Linked DNA regions of Callithrix jacchus: region 2 is linked to region 1. The links are chromatin contacts, called in public Hi-C maps. All regions are on one chromosome and are shown on one strand. The core of a region is the stretch at or near the end of the contact, and the rest is flanking DNA. Distances in the headings are between cores, read along the strand shown. Region 1 holds the start of CEP63 (centrosomal protein 63). Region 2 holds the start of LOC144579927.

Region 1 (6,124 bases), core at 926-3,425:
CTAACCTCATGGCTGATCTGACAGGAGGCAGGGCTCAGGTGGTAGGTGATGCTCACTCTCCTGCCACTCACCTCCTGCTCTATAGCCAGGTTCTTAACAGGCCACGGACCGTAGTGCTCTGCGGCCCCGGGGTCGGGAAACCCTGGTTTAGAGGACATAAAGGCAACACAGATACGTGTTAAAAGATACTGTGCAATGCAATCTGCTAAATTTAGAACTGCAAGGAAAAATAAGGGCCAGTCCTATAGCTATAGCTATGTGGGAACTGTTATTGATTAAAAAATGTCAAATGTGTATCACCCAAAGGTAACAGGCAGACGTGGGATTTTGGTTCAAACAAGCTAACTGTAAGAAGACATTTAGGAGAGAGTTGAAGAATTCGGAATCTAACTAGATATTGACATTAGGGAATTTTTATTAATTTGTATACGTTTAATGACAGTATTGTGGCTTTGTAAAACTGAAAAAAACCTAGCTGGGGGGGGGCTAAAATAACATAGAGATCAGAGATTCAGTTCCTGAAACCTTATGTCAATGTTGGCTTTAGCTGAATTTCAAGTCAAGTAGACATTTTTTGAAAGCAGGAAGCTATGACAGAGTCGACTACTGATGCTGTCACCATCTGCCAGCACAACATAAATGAGAACAGAAAAAACTAAGAAAAGGTCTTTCACCTTTTAACGAGAGGAAATGGCATCAGTACAATCAACATTAATTTTTACAGCTTTTAGATTTGAATCTACATATATTTTAAAAGGCAGTGCGCTTGTTTATAAATCTCTACCTCATTTTAATTTCAGAGCCTTTTTTTACTACCTGATCACTGATAACTACAGTCAAAAGGCAAGATCGATCTACAAATCATACTGCATTCCAAATAATATACACACTTTAGTATATCATTAAGCTACAACTAACAGAAATCTAATTAATGATCCTTATGATTTCTTCTTGTCTAATAAAAGCTAACACATGAGGAACCGTATAAATACGCGTTCCTACCCTACAATACTGCTTCTTCAAAGGAAAAAATTCTTTTAATCAGTTTAATCGGACATAAGGCTCAGGGAAAACTATTTTATGCATATTAGTGTACGGTGCTGAAAGTATAAAAGATGACTAGTATCTGACATCGCACTCATCTTCCTGATGTCGTAAGGGACATAAGAAAAACCACATTATAAGCCTAGATGTACTGTCTTCAAGTGAATGAGCAGGTCCCCTGTGAGATGAATGAAGTAGTCCCAACAGCGTTAGCTACACAGCAGCCCCGGCAGGGAGGCGGCGCTGGGGTACCTGCGCTGAAAGGGATGGTGGGTCCGCCGGGCAAAGTGAGTCCTGGCCGCAGCACGCCGGCCCCCCTGGCCACCCTCCGAGGTGACCCCCACCGCCCGGTCTCCGCGGAAGGGCTGACCACCTGGCAGAGCCGAACCCGCGCGCCGGACGGCGCCATGCCCGACAGCGCCAAGCCCGACTCCGCTGGTCTGCGTGGCGCAGCAGGTAAGGTCGAGGGGCGGGTCTCGGAGGCTGACCCGAGCCGGCTGGGACGCGCCTGGTGACTCGCAGGCTGTGGCGGGAACCAGCCGCAAGCTATGAGGCCACGAAGCCAGGGTCACCACGGCAGCATGGGCCGCCTCCAGACCAGGGCACGCCCGCCCCTTGCCCGTCCGACGTGCGCACAAGCGGTTACAAAGCTGCGACAAGCGCGCCCCCGAACTTTTCCCGCCGTTACCTCAGGCCGGCGCAGCGCACGCGCGCCACCGCCGAGCATACTACCAGCCTCTGTCGGCGCGTTCGTCCCGCCCACTGCCCCCACACTTTTAATTGAAACTCTCCTTCAGACTTCCCCGGCCCGCAAGCAAATGGACTCACCCACATCCGGGAATCCGAGGGAAGAGCGTGGGGACTAGTGATGCTGAGGGCGTGGCCGGAGGAAGCGCCAGCTGCTGTGTGCTGGATGCTGGTAAGGGTTTCCAGCGACCCTGGTCTAGGTCTTGGGGGCGCAGAAATGCGTTCGTTTCTCAGTGTCGGACTTTCCCGTATTCCCATCGGCTGAGGTCGTCACTTTAAACTCATAACTATTTCCCTTACTGCACGTTGTGTCGGGAGGAAAGGGAATTGGGTGGCGCCTCCAGACTTCCCCATCCGCGCTTCCACGTTTGGCACCTCCTGCCTTAGGCCGGAAGCCGCAGCTGACGGGCGGCTTCACGTACGGCGCTGACGGTGGTGGCCTGCGAGGCTCATTTCTAGCGAGGAACAAGGCTTTCCAGCCTTGACTTCAATAAATACATGTTTACGAAGCTATATATATATAATACATAGAGATTGTTAAGACATTCTTCTGTCCTGGGAAACGCTGGCACCGCGTGTCTGGAAAGAAATACATCTGGGCTGTGTGACAAACTCCCCAGTTGGTGCCCTGCTGTGTGCTCAGGGAACTGTGCGATCCTTGGAGGGGTAGGTACTAGGACCGCGCTCAGCCTGGGGTTTGGAGGCGGCCTCCTACAGGAAGCTCCCTGGGACCTAAGATTTTTAGAGGTTCACTGGAATAAAAAGGAAGAGAAAAAAAGAACATTGCAAGCATTGGGACTGTAACGTAAGAAAAGTTTGTTCAGGAAACAGTGGTCGTGCTGTGTGACGAGTACTTGGGACGGTGACTGTGCCCTGGGCATTGATTGTCTTGATGCTTCCGATCCTTCCGGTCCCTTATGAGTGAAGGCACCTTTGCATCTAACCCTGGAAATGGGATGTTGATCTTCAAGAGCTGACGCCTGCTTTAATCTTGAAAGGAAGAGTAGCATTAGTGATGTGGAAAAGGGGATTTTAATTGCCAAGGCTGGAAAATGTGACATGGTTGGAGGTGTTTGGTGAAGGGACAGGTGACAAAGATTGAGGCCAAACTGTGGAAAGATCTAAGAAATCATGGGTAAAAAATGTACCCTTAACAGTTGGAGACAATAATACCTGAGCAGTTATCACAAAGCTGACCTAGCTTGTTTAGTAGATTAAGTTAGGACAAGAAACAGGAGTTCAAGGATAGAAGGCCTATGAAGCTCAAGTGATTTGAGAAAATTGTATTAAAAGGTGGAAAATCTGTGTGGGCCTGGGGAAATGTTTGGATCAGCTGAGGAAAGTGAGAAGGGTATCCCAGGGGACAGAGCAGCAAGGACGAAGGAGTAGCAGCACAAAAGTGGGGAGCTCTTGTAAGACGGGGACTACGAAAGTATAACCAAAACTTCGTCTTGCTTTGAGTTATCCACTGGGTAGTACTGGGTTAATTATTGAGTACTGGATTAATTAAGACCTCACCTGGCTCACCGGTGATAGAAGTAGCAAGACACATTTTGCTTAACTTTTGCCCAGATCCTTATCATGGGGGTAAGAACCCTTGCCCATACCAATCTGTGTATAATTTTTGCCAAGGAGTAGGAATACCTTGCAGTTACCCTATGGGGGACGTCTGTGAGCCATTTTTACAAAAGCTTCCACCTGCTTTGGCCCAAACCTCAGCATTCCTAAGCACAGGAGCTCATGAACATACTGAGATGACACTGAGGTGGAGTATACGAAGGGACCAACTACAGACCAGAGTTGTACAAATCCTCAAGGCAAGGCAATGTCTGAAGTTGAGCTTGTAAAGGAAATGGCTTTATTCCTTAAAAGAGCATCCAGGCCGAGCTCTGAAAAAAGTACCTCCAGGTGGTGGGTTCCACCCTGCTTCCCCAAAATTGCTTCTTCTGTGAATCTCCATAGTCTCAGAAACTGAGAATATCTTTGGTGCCAGTGGCTTCCAGACTTTTTGGATTGTCACTTAGTAGCAGGGAGCACCCATAGGATGATGCCTATGATGAGTCAGGGCCCAACCTTGGAAACAGGGAATCCAAAAGTATCCTCCAAGCTAGCCAGCTTTTTGGATTAGATTATAGCAGTTTTGGAGAAAAATGGGATATCAGCCATGGCCAAGGAGCTAAATAAGCAGCCTGACCATTTGGGCCAGAAATTGAAGGGAGTGTAGCATTAAGAATTAAGAGGAAGGAGCTACCCCATAGGGAAACAGAAACTGGAGAAACTTGAGCAGTGTCAGGTTCTCCCACTGTTGTTCACCTAGAAGTGCTTTGTTCAGATCTCAGCCAGGGTGCTGTTTTAGGGAAGGAAGCAGTTTCCTTTCCAGTGTGTTCATGTGGCTCCTGTGCCTAAGAATGCTGAGGTTTGAGCCAGGGGCTAGCAAGGAAACTTAGCAGGCCATTATCAATCAGGGACTCATCAAAGGCATCACAAACAGGAAAAGGTGAACGTTCAAGTTAGCAGAGAAGGGCTACATTTAGATGCAACATAGTCATATTTGAGGGCCTCGGTTAAGAATATGTTGCTCTCCTGTCACACTCTATGACACTGGTCTGTCAATTGGTCCATGTCTGTCCAATATACACTAAAAAGTACATATCAGCTGGGCTTGGAGAGAGGAACTGTGATCAAAGTAGTCACCCAGCCCATATGAGAAAATGAACCTCTTTCCAAAAGATGGCCTCAGGCTAAGAAGCCTGGAGAATCCTAATAGTGGGTTATACCATCTCTTCAGTCTTCATGTTTAAGAAATAACCTCTTTGGCTTTCAGATTTGACAAGATCAAAGCTGCAGGAAAATGGACAGTGAGGTTCAGAGAGATGGAAGGATCTTGGATTTGATTGATGATGCTTGGCGAGAAGACAAGCTGCCTTATGAGGATGTCGCAATACCACTGGTAGGTTATGATTTGAGCTGAGGATGGGTTAAAGGTATTGATCTGGCAGTAACTAGTGGAGGAGGGATATCAATGGAAGATAAACTAGTGTGGCAAACAAATCAAAGCTGTGGAGTTCTCCAACTCTAGAAGCCTCTGGAGAGCATCTAGTCGTATGCTTTATTTGAAGAAAAAAATGTCGTTCAGGGAGCTAACATGGCCAGATCAGTTAGGATTCATGTCAGGATAGAGCCCAGATTTTCTGAGCCATGTTCTGTCCACCACACGAAAACCAGAGAAACCAAATAATGAGAGTTTAATGTGCAAGATGGGAGGAGCAAGAAGCAGCAGCATATGAGCTCTGTTTCTTACTTCGCTGCCTGTGGCTCATCAGTCCCTTGGCATTTTTAGAAACTCACGTTCTTGGAGCATATACCTGTCTTAGGATCCCTGGAAAATATTCAGCAGATACCTGGGTACTCTTGCATTTAGGCCAGCAGCCTTCTGGAATACTCTTCTTTATCTTTGGAAAATGTGCTGCAAGGACTTTGTTAAACCTTATGTAGTAAGTGATCCAAAAGTTGTTTATACAGATGTTTATTAAAAATCCCACTTAAGTCATAGAGACCTAAAAAAAGGAAAACAAGGGACTTTTTCTTTAAAGCATGCCAGCTGCTCTGAGAAGAGTAGTTAGTATTAAATAAAATATAATTTACAGTTAGAATATCTGCTGCTGCTGTTTCCAAAGAAATGAGAGTTTACCCATATTTTCATTTAAGAATAAGACATAGTAATATGTTCAATGAATAATATACATAGCAAATAATGAGTCATAGCTTAGTTCAAGCCTAGGAAAATAGTCAAAAGAGAGAGCATAATAAGAATTATAAGTGTCATTTATCAAATACCAGTTTTATGCCATGGACTGAGGTTGAAAATATATATTATCTCTAATTCTTAAAACAACCCTGTGACGGAGGTGCTATTATTCCCATTTTACAGGAAAAGAATAGGATCAGAAAGGGGAAATTGCCCAAAGTCTGGTAGCAGATAAGTAGGACTTCCTATATCATATGCCTAGGTCTGGAAAGTTCCAAATCCTGTTCATTCATTCATTTGACAAGCATTTTTTTGAAGCCTACTGTGTGCCATAAGGCTGTGAACATAAGATATAGTTTCTTCTCCTGAGGAGTCTAGAAAGGCAACATTTATAGTAAGTAATTATAATAATAAATATTCTAAGTGGGAGCATGAACAGCCACATCATATAGGAAGTGACTGCCTTGTGGGCATCAGAAAGGCTTCTGAGAGAATGTCAAGTTTAATCTGGGTCATAAGGAAGGACCAGAAGTTTCGTGGAGGTAGACAAGGGTACTGCAGCAGAGGGGACATATGTGTAAAGGT
Region 2 (6,670 bases), core at 2,819-5,318, 170 kb after region 1:
TTGGTTCACCAGGGATTAATTTTTACTTTGAAAAAGTCACATTAAAATATCATTTGTCTTGATTATGGGGTTTTGGGGTACTCCTACCTCACTTGCTTCACCCTCATCCCAGCCCTGTGTCGTGCGGACACTCCATACTTTATGCCACTAATTGTTGGGATCCTTAGGTTGTTTCCAGTTTTCCAGTTTTTCTGTCTCTGTATTTCCAGAATCCAGTACAATGCCTGGTATCTGGTAAGCACTCATTAAATATTTGTTGGATGACTGAATGGATGGATGAATGAATGAATGAACCGTGAAGGCAGGAAACACTGCAATGATTATTCTTGTGCCTAAATCTTTGTACACATCCCCTGAAGGAAAAGGGAATACGTATCAAGAGAGGAGGAGGAAAGGCAGAGGCGTCAATGGAAGGGCAGCACAGGACCAGATGTCCGCAGCATGGAGTTTAGAGGAGGCAGCAGCCTGAGTCGTGTGTGTGTGGGCATGAAGCAGGGCTCTGGTGGGCTGGAGTTGTCCTCTCAGTTTATGCACTGCCCAGGCCCACCTGGAACCCCCTTTGCAAGCCCCCAAATGGAGCCATCACTACTGCAGTGTGGCTCCAGCCCAGAGAGCTGGAACCACAACACTGCTACGTCCCAGCTGTGTGACTAGCACATGCTCACACAGAGACACACACACCCAGCCCCGAGAGCCTCCTGTGCACAGGCTGACTCAGGAACTCACTTGGAGACTGGGCTGCAGGCCGGCTGGCTGGCTTACTTCTCCGGGGGGCGCCAAGACTCTGTGCCCCCAGTGTAGAGCTGCCTCTCCATAGCAATAGCAACAGTGGATTTTCTCAACCCTAACCAACGTGTGGAATTTTAAAATAACAAAGCCAGAATCCAAGAGAGGAAATTCTAAGAACATGAAATAAGTCAAAAAAGCAGAGGTGGGTGTTTATTTTCCATCAGCTGCTTGGTCCTCTGCCTCACTCCCTGACCCCAAAGGCTGGGGGAGGGGTCCGGATTCAGATGTCAGCACCACACAGCTAAAGGAAACCCATCTTCCTGTGTTTGCTGAGGAACAATGCTGGAGAGGCCATTCCAAGGCCTGCACTTTTCCTCTGCACACAAGAATTTAGGTCCCAGTGCATTCCCGGGAAGGGGGTGCTAACAAAGAACTTCTGGATATAAACATTCCTGTTCCATCACTCAGTGACATTTGGGGCACACAGAGACTATGATCCCCTGTGGCCTCGTGTGCTCAGATCCATATTGAGCCAAGCCAGGTGAGGATTTAGTAGGTGGCTTAGAGTCCTGGTCCCACCTTGCAGCTAATCAGTGGAAGGGTCTGGTCTCCTCTACCTCCCCAGTGACAACCTCCCAGCTCTGCTTTCTGTCCCTGCCCTCCGAGCTCCCATCAGTCCTTTCCTGGATACTGCCCAAGTTCAGCCTTCCTGACCCTGACCCTCCTTGCTTCATTCATCCTGTTCTCAGCCCGTGGGCCAATCTCCCACGCTGCACCTGCAAGCAAGGCCCTTCTCTGCTCCAATTCCTCCTTGCCCACAGCACCGGACGCCCTGGATGTATTCCAGGACCTTTATGATGGCCTCTACCACGCCAGTCTCATGTGCTATGTGCTACCACCCCCAAACCAGGGAGGGACAAAAATCAGGAAGTTCCATGACTAGACCCGCATGGTCTTCCCCTTGACCAGGCCCCTCCCCAGGGAAGAGCTGGACAGCTGCCTTTTCGGAACCAGAAACCAGTACCACGAAGGGGAAGAGGAATCGGTCGATCGGGAAGGTGAGGAGAGACCAGCCAATGTATACAGAGCCAATGTATACACCTACTAGGTGCTAGGCCCCCTGCCAGATGCTTTATGGGGATTATCTGTCAGTCCCCACAATACTCCCACAGCAGTGTGCTGAGCCCTGATTCTCTTCTCACTCCTCATGGGCCACTGCTGTGCCTCTTGCAGAAGAGGGGCGCCACAGACCAACTGACATCATGGGTGGACTGAGGTGGACACCCTGACCCTTACTGTGACTCAGCTGGGCCTTTGGCAGGCATGGGGAGAGGCCTGGAGCAGACTTAACTCTCTGTTTGGGGGCCAGTCAGACCATAGGCTCTTCCTCCACAAGGTTCCCTCTGTCTAAAATACTCTTCCCCCATCTTTTGGGCTGACTCCTACAGGTCTTCCAAGTTACTTCGCAGCTTCTCCGGGGAAGACCTCCTGTATCTCCACCTCCAATCTGGGTTATTCCTTGGTGTCCCCCCACATCCTGGGCTCCCGCAGCTCTCCCTGGGTGTTTCAGAGACCGTCTTAAGGATCAGAATGTCATCCCTTCAAGGACAGAGGATGACTTCACCTCTATGTCCCCAAAATTAATCTCAGGGACTGGCATGGAGCAGACAGTCGGTAAATGAATGAGTCAAATGCTGTTAGTTATTCAGTCACTCTCTGGGCGGTCAGAAAGCGCCTAATCCCAAACTATATTGTCCGCTTTTCCTCTCCGCGTCTCTCCCCAGGTCTTGCCATTCACAATATGGCCCCTAAATTGGCACATTTTGAAATCTGAACCCTGTGTCCCTTGAGGCTGATGATGGGGAGGGGCAGGTCCTCTATTTCCCCTTTCAGCTACTGGCCAGGCTTTCTCAGCGCATGAGCGCACCCCTGCGGCCTTCCCTCCCGCTGCACCCCTGTCCGGTGCCTCCTGCGAGTCCTCCCTCGGGGCCCTGTCCTCCACCCGGACGGACAGTCGTGCCAGGAGCTCGGAGGGGTGGCTCAGAGGGGGCCAGCGTTCTCCAAGGGGAGGAGAACCAAGTTTTGCACTCACAGAGCGCAGTGAACACCCTGTTCACATTCCTGTGCCGGCCGGAATGCCGGCCTGGGACCAGCCAAAGGCCGCATTCCTCACGCCGCGGCCAGAGCACAGTCCCGGATTCCGCCCCGCCCCGCCCCTCCCCTCCCCTCCCGGGCGCTCCCCGCCGCCGACCGCCCCTCCCGGGCCCGGAGCCCGAACCCGAGCTAGTGCGGGCGCCCCCTGGCGGCTGCCCCACTCCGTGCCCAGCGCGCCTTTTGGGTCTGGGAGTCCCCTCTCCCTCTTCACCGGGAAGCGTTCGGCCTCCCCACACTGCTGCCTCCATTGCTGCAGCCCCACTCCTCCGTCGTTTTCAGTTTTGTTATTTGCTCCCAGTGAAAACAGGTAAAAAGCTTTCACGGCCCCTCAGCCTTGGTGACAAAACACCTCGCCCCCGGGCTGCTTCCTCTCCCGGCTTCCCCGTCCCCCCGGGCGCGGCCTTGGCCCTCTCTAGCGCCCGCACCTCTCCGCGCTCCCGCCGCGGCTCCCGGCTCCCGGGGTCGGCTCCCGCGCAGGCATCTCAGGCCTCGGCCCCGCTGCAGCCTTGGCCCTGCCCGCCCGCGCGGCGGCCCTGCGGAGGGCTCAGCGAAGGAAACGCAGCCCGCCCCTGTCCCTGCAGCTCTGGGTTGGAAACTGAGTGAAAATGGGCCAAAGTAGGTCTGTAGGAGTGTCCACCCGCCCCGCCGGGTAAAGCGCCGCTGCCCCGTAGGGAGGATCACGCTCCTGGGGAGAGTCGAGGCCCCAAGAAAGTCTACAACCGCTGGGCTGGGGGTTTCCACGACGGTATAGAAACCACTCGGATCGCACACACCAGCACACGCACAGCTGCGCCGACGTGGAAACACCACGGGATCAGGTGAGCAAATGGGCTTTTCCCTAGAGCCAGACCACAGGCCTGCGGAAGTCCTCGTCGTCCCGCAGCGACTCGAGGCGCCAGTGTGTGCTGTCCGCTTGCCCCCGCAGGGGGCCTTGCCCAGACTCCCGGCCAGTGTGTGCCGCCCTGGGCCGGCACAGCATGGGCTTTCACCCATTCCCCAGCTTGCTGACGAGGAGCTTTCTCAGTGGGAAAGGTGCCACATGGCCTAACAGTATTTGCGTGGGGAAATTTGCATGTGTATCAGCCCACAGAACTGTGGAGGACTCACCCTGTAGATGAAGTGACACCTGGGAACCCAGCAATGCAGAAAGGCATGCCTGGAACTTGCATTGCTCACCATCCTGAGCGTGGTTTGTGCTGCCAGGAAAGGCGGGAAAGCAGAACCCAGGCTCTCATTGGCAGACACCTGGCCTGGAGGAAGGGTGGGAAGTCAGGAGCGCTGCCTGCCAGGCTGAGCCTGATGGCTGACTTGCCTTGCTTGGTTGGTTTCGTAGCCTCTGAAAGCCGGAAAATAAAGTGGCCCCCTTCCTACCTGGCAGGGGTGTTGCCTGCAATATCTGGAGGTGAGCCCAGAGCGACCAGGTGGCAAGTGGCCATGCAGCCCTGATTTGAGGTTGCAGCCCTGGCTCAGGGTCTGCCTCTTCCCTGTAACACAGAAGATGGACATTCTAGACATTTTACAATACCCTGGCAGTTCATCAAATGGCAGTGCCACAGCTCTGTCTCAGTGGGGTGTGAGGGTACTCGAGGTGATGATGACTAAGTCAGACACAAGAGAAGCCCCCGTGAGGAGCCTATTCATTTTACAGACACTTATGGAACCCAGCCCCTACCTCCAAGAGACTCACTGTCCCCTGGGGGAAGCAGATGCCTGGCCATTTCAGTGCAGAGTGATAACTGACAAGGCAGAAGCAGCCCCAGTGTGCAATCCGAGGACCACAAGGGTTGCTGGACCCGCCCAGGGCAGAGCAGGACAGGGTGGGCCTTCTGGAAGGAGCTGTGGTCCAGGGCAGCAGAGGCAGGGAGGAGGCTCTGCCAGGAGAAGGAACTTTCTGGCCTCTACTCTAGAGTCCTGTGTGTGTGTCTGTGGGACAGAGTCTTCCTCTAACACCCAGCTAGAGTACAGTGGTGCTATCCTGGCTCACTGCAGCCTCATATGCCCAGGCTCAAGCCATCTTCCTGCTTCAGCCTCCTAATAACTGGGACTATAGGCGCGAGCTACTTACTGCACCCAGCCTAGAGTCCTTTGTAGGATTCTGCAGGCAACATGCCATTGTGCTGATATTCTGCTAAAGAACCTCCAGGGATTTGGCCAGTCATGTGGTTAGACTGGCATTTAAGCCTTGCATTCTAAGGTTCCTTTCTGAAGATGAGTGGGATTGTGATTTCCCACTGGGCCTAGGTAGGGATCTGGTTTGGGGGATGAAATGGCCTCAGAAATTCAGCCCCTTCTCTTGGAGTTACTTCAATTCAGGGCCCTCCTCACTGAAGTGTCATATCATTCCCCACACTCGCGTGTGTCCAGTGTGTGCAGCGGAACTGGGCTGGGAGGGCTGGGTTCCAAGGGAGGACCGGCCCCCATCTCCCGTTACCTTTCCTGCATACTCACATGAATGGCTGACCTCTTCGGAGCCTCACTTCATCCTTGTGCTGAAAATGAATAAACGACCCCCAGGCCTTCCCAATTCCATAGTAAGAGAAATAAACTCAAATAATAAACTCTTTGAAAGACTTTAAAAATGTCATTTTACAGAATAATGTTTCTCAAAGTCCCTAGTTTGGGATGTAGGGGAGGGGCTTGTTGAAAATCCCTTTTCCTGGACGAGCTCATAGAATCTGAGCTGGGAGGCCATAAGCAAAGCCCAGGACTCTACATGCTTAAATCATCCTAAGGAATACTGATGCTTTGACAAGAACTTACACAGACAACCTTATGTTTGTTCTCAGGAAGTCCTCTTAGAAAGTTCATTTAACTATCTCAAATCTGTAATCTCAGCACTTTGAGAGGCTGAGGTGGGCAGATCGCTTTAGCCAAAGAGTTCAAGAATAGCCTGGGCAACATAGTGAGACCTCATCTCTACAAAAAAATTTAAAAAATTAAAAATCAGCCAGGCATAGTGGCACGTGCCAGCTACTTGGGAAGCTGAGGTGGGAAGATCCCTTGAGCCAGGGAGGTCAAGGCTGCAGTGAGCCGTGATCGTATCACTGCACTCACAGAGTGAAACCCTGTCTCAGAGAAAGAAAATAAATAAGAATCATCTTTCTGTCAAGATTCAGACAAATACCATGAGAAAAATCTACCCCTGAAAGGAAGAACTTAAGAAAAGGAATCCAGAAGGAGGCTCCTCCATTGTGCAAGATGGGAAAATGCACACAAAGTCCACACTCGAGGGAGTGCCACAGAGCACCACGCAATGGAAGGCTCCAACCTGCTTCCTCCTCCCTTTTCTCTTCCTCCCCTCCTTTCTGTTACAGGAATTGGAGACTCATAAAGTAGACCAAAAACAAAAACCACCTGACTTTAAATGCCTCAGTTGGAATTGAAACCAAAATCCCCAAGGGTCATAGTTCCAATACCTAGCCCTTGAGCAACGTCAGCAACAGTCTTCACATACCCAGCAGCTCAGCCCCTTGGCTCCAAACAAAGAATGGTAAAGATGGGTCGGGGTGTGGTGGCTCACCTCTGTAATCCCAGTGCTTTGGGAGGCCAAGGTGGGTGGATCACGAGGTCAAGAGATGGAGGCCATCCTGTCCAACATGGTGAAACCCCATCTCTACTAAAAAAAATACAAAAAATAGCTGGGCTTGGTGGCAAGCTCCTGTAGTCCCAGCTACTCAGGAGGCTGAGGCAGGAGAATCTCTTGAACCCAGGAGGCAGAGGTTGCAGTGAACTGAGATCACACCACTGTACCCCAGCCTGGGCAACAAGAGCAAAACTCCATCTCAAA

What was found. A called contact is a pair of places that touch in the nucleus more often than the background predicts.
Region 2: a Hi-C map of skeletal muscle shows a contact between it and region 1, with 5 times the contacts expected there. The contact joins the promoter of LOC144579927 here to the promoter of CEP63 in region 1. A contact is called at or near these places in 3 of 3 Hi-C or Micro-C datasets (induced pluripotent stem cells and skeletal muscle).

Annotation. Positions count from the first base shown.
Region 1 is chr17:49,700,090-49,706,213 of calJac240_pri, forward strand. It overlaps CEP63 (centrosomal protein 63), which reads right to left and starts at 2,176. Exons shown (of 13, transcript XM_078354188.1): 1 at 1,873-2,176. The coding sequence starts at 2,049. ANAPC13 (anaphase promoting complex subunit 13) reads left to right here and starts at 1,912. Exons shown (of 3, transcript XM_054247149.2): 1 at 1,912-2,926; 2 at 4,616-4,741. The coding sequence starts at 4,643.
Region 2 is chr17:49,867,124-49,873,793 of calJac240_pri, forward strand. It overlaps LOC144579927, which reads right to left and starts at 4,069. Exons shown (of 2, transcript XR_013528631.1): 1 at 3,991-4,069.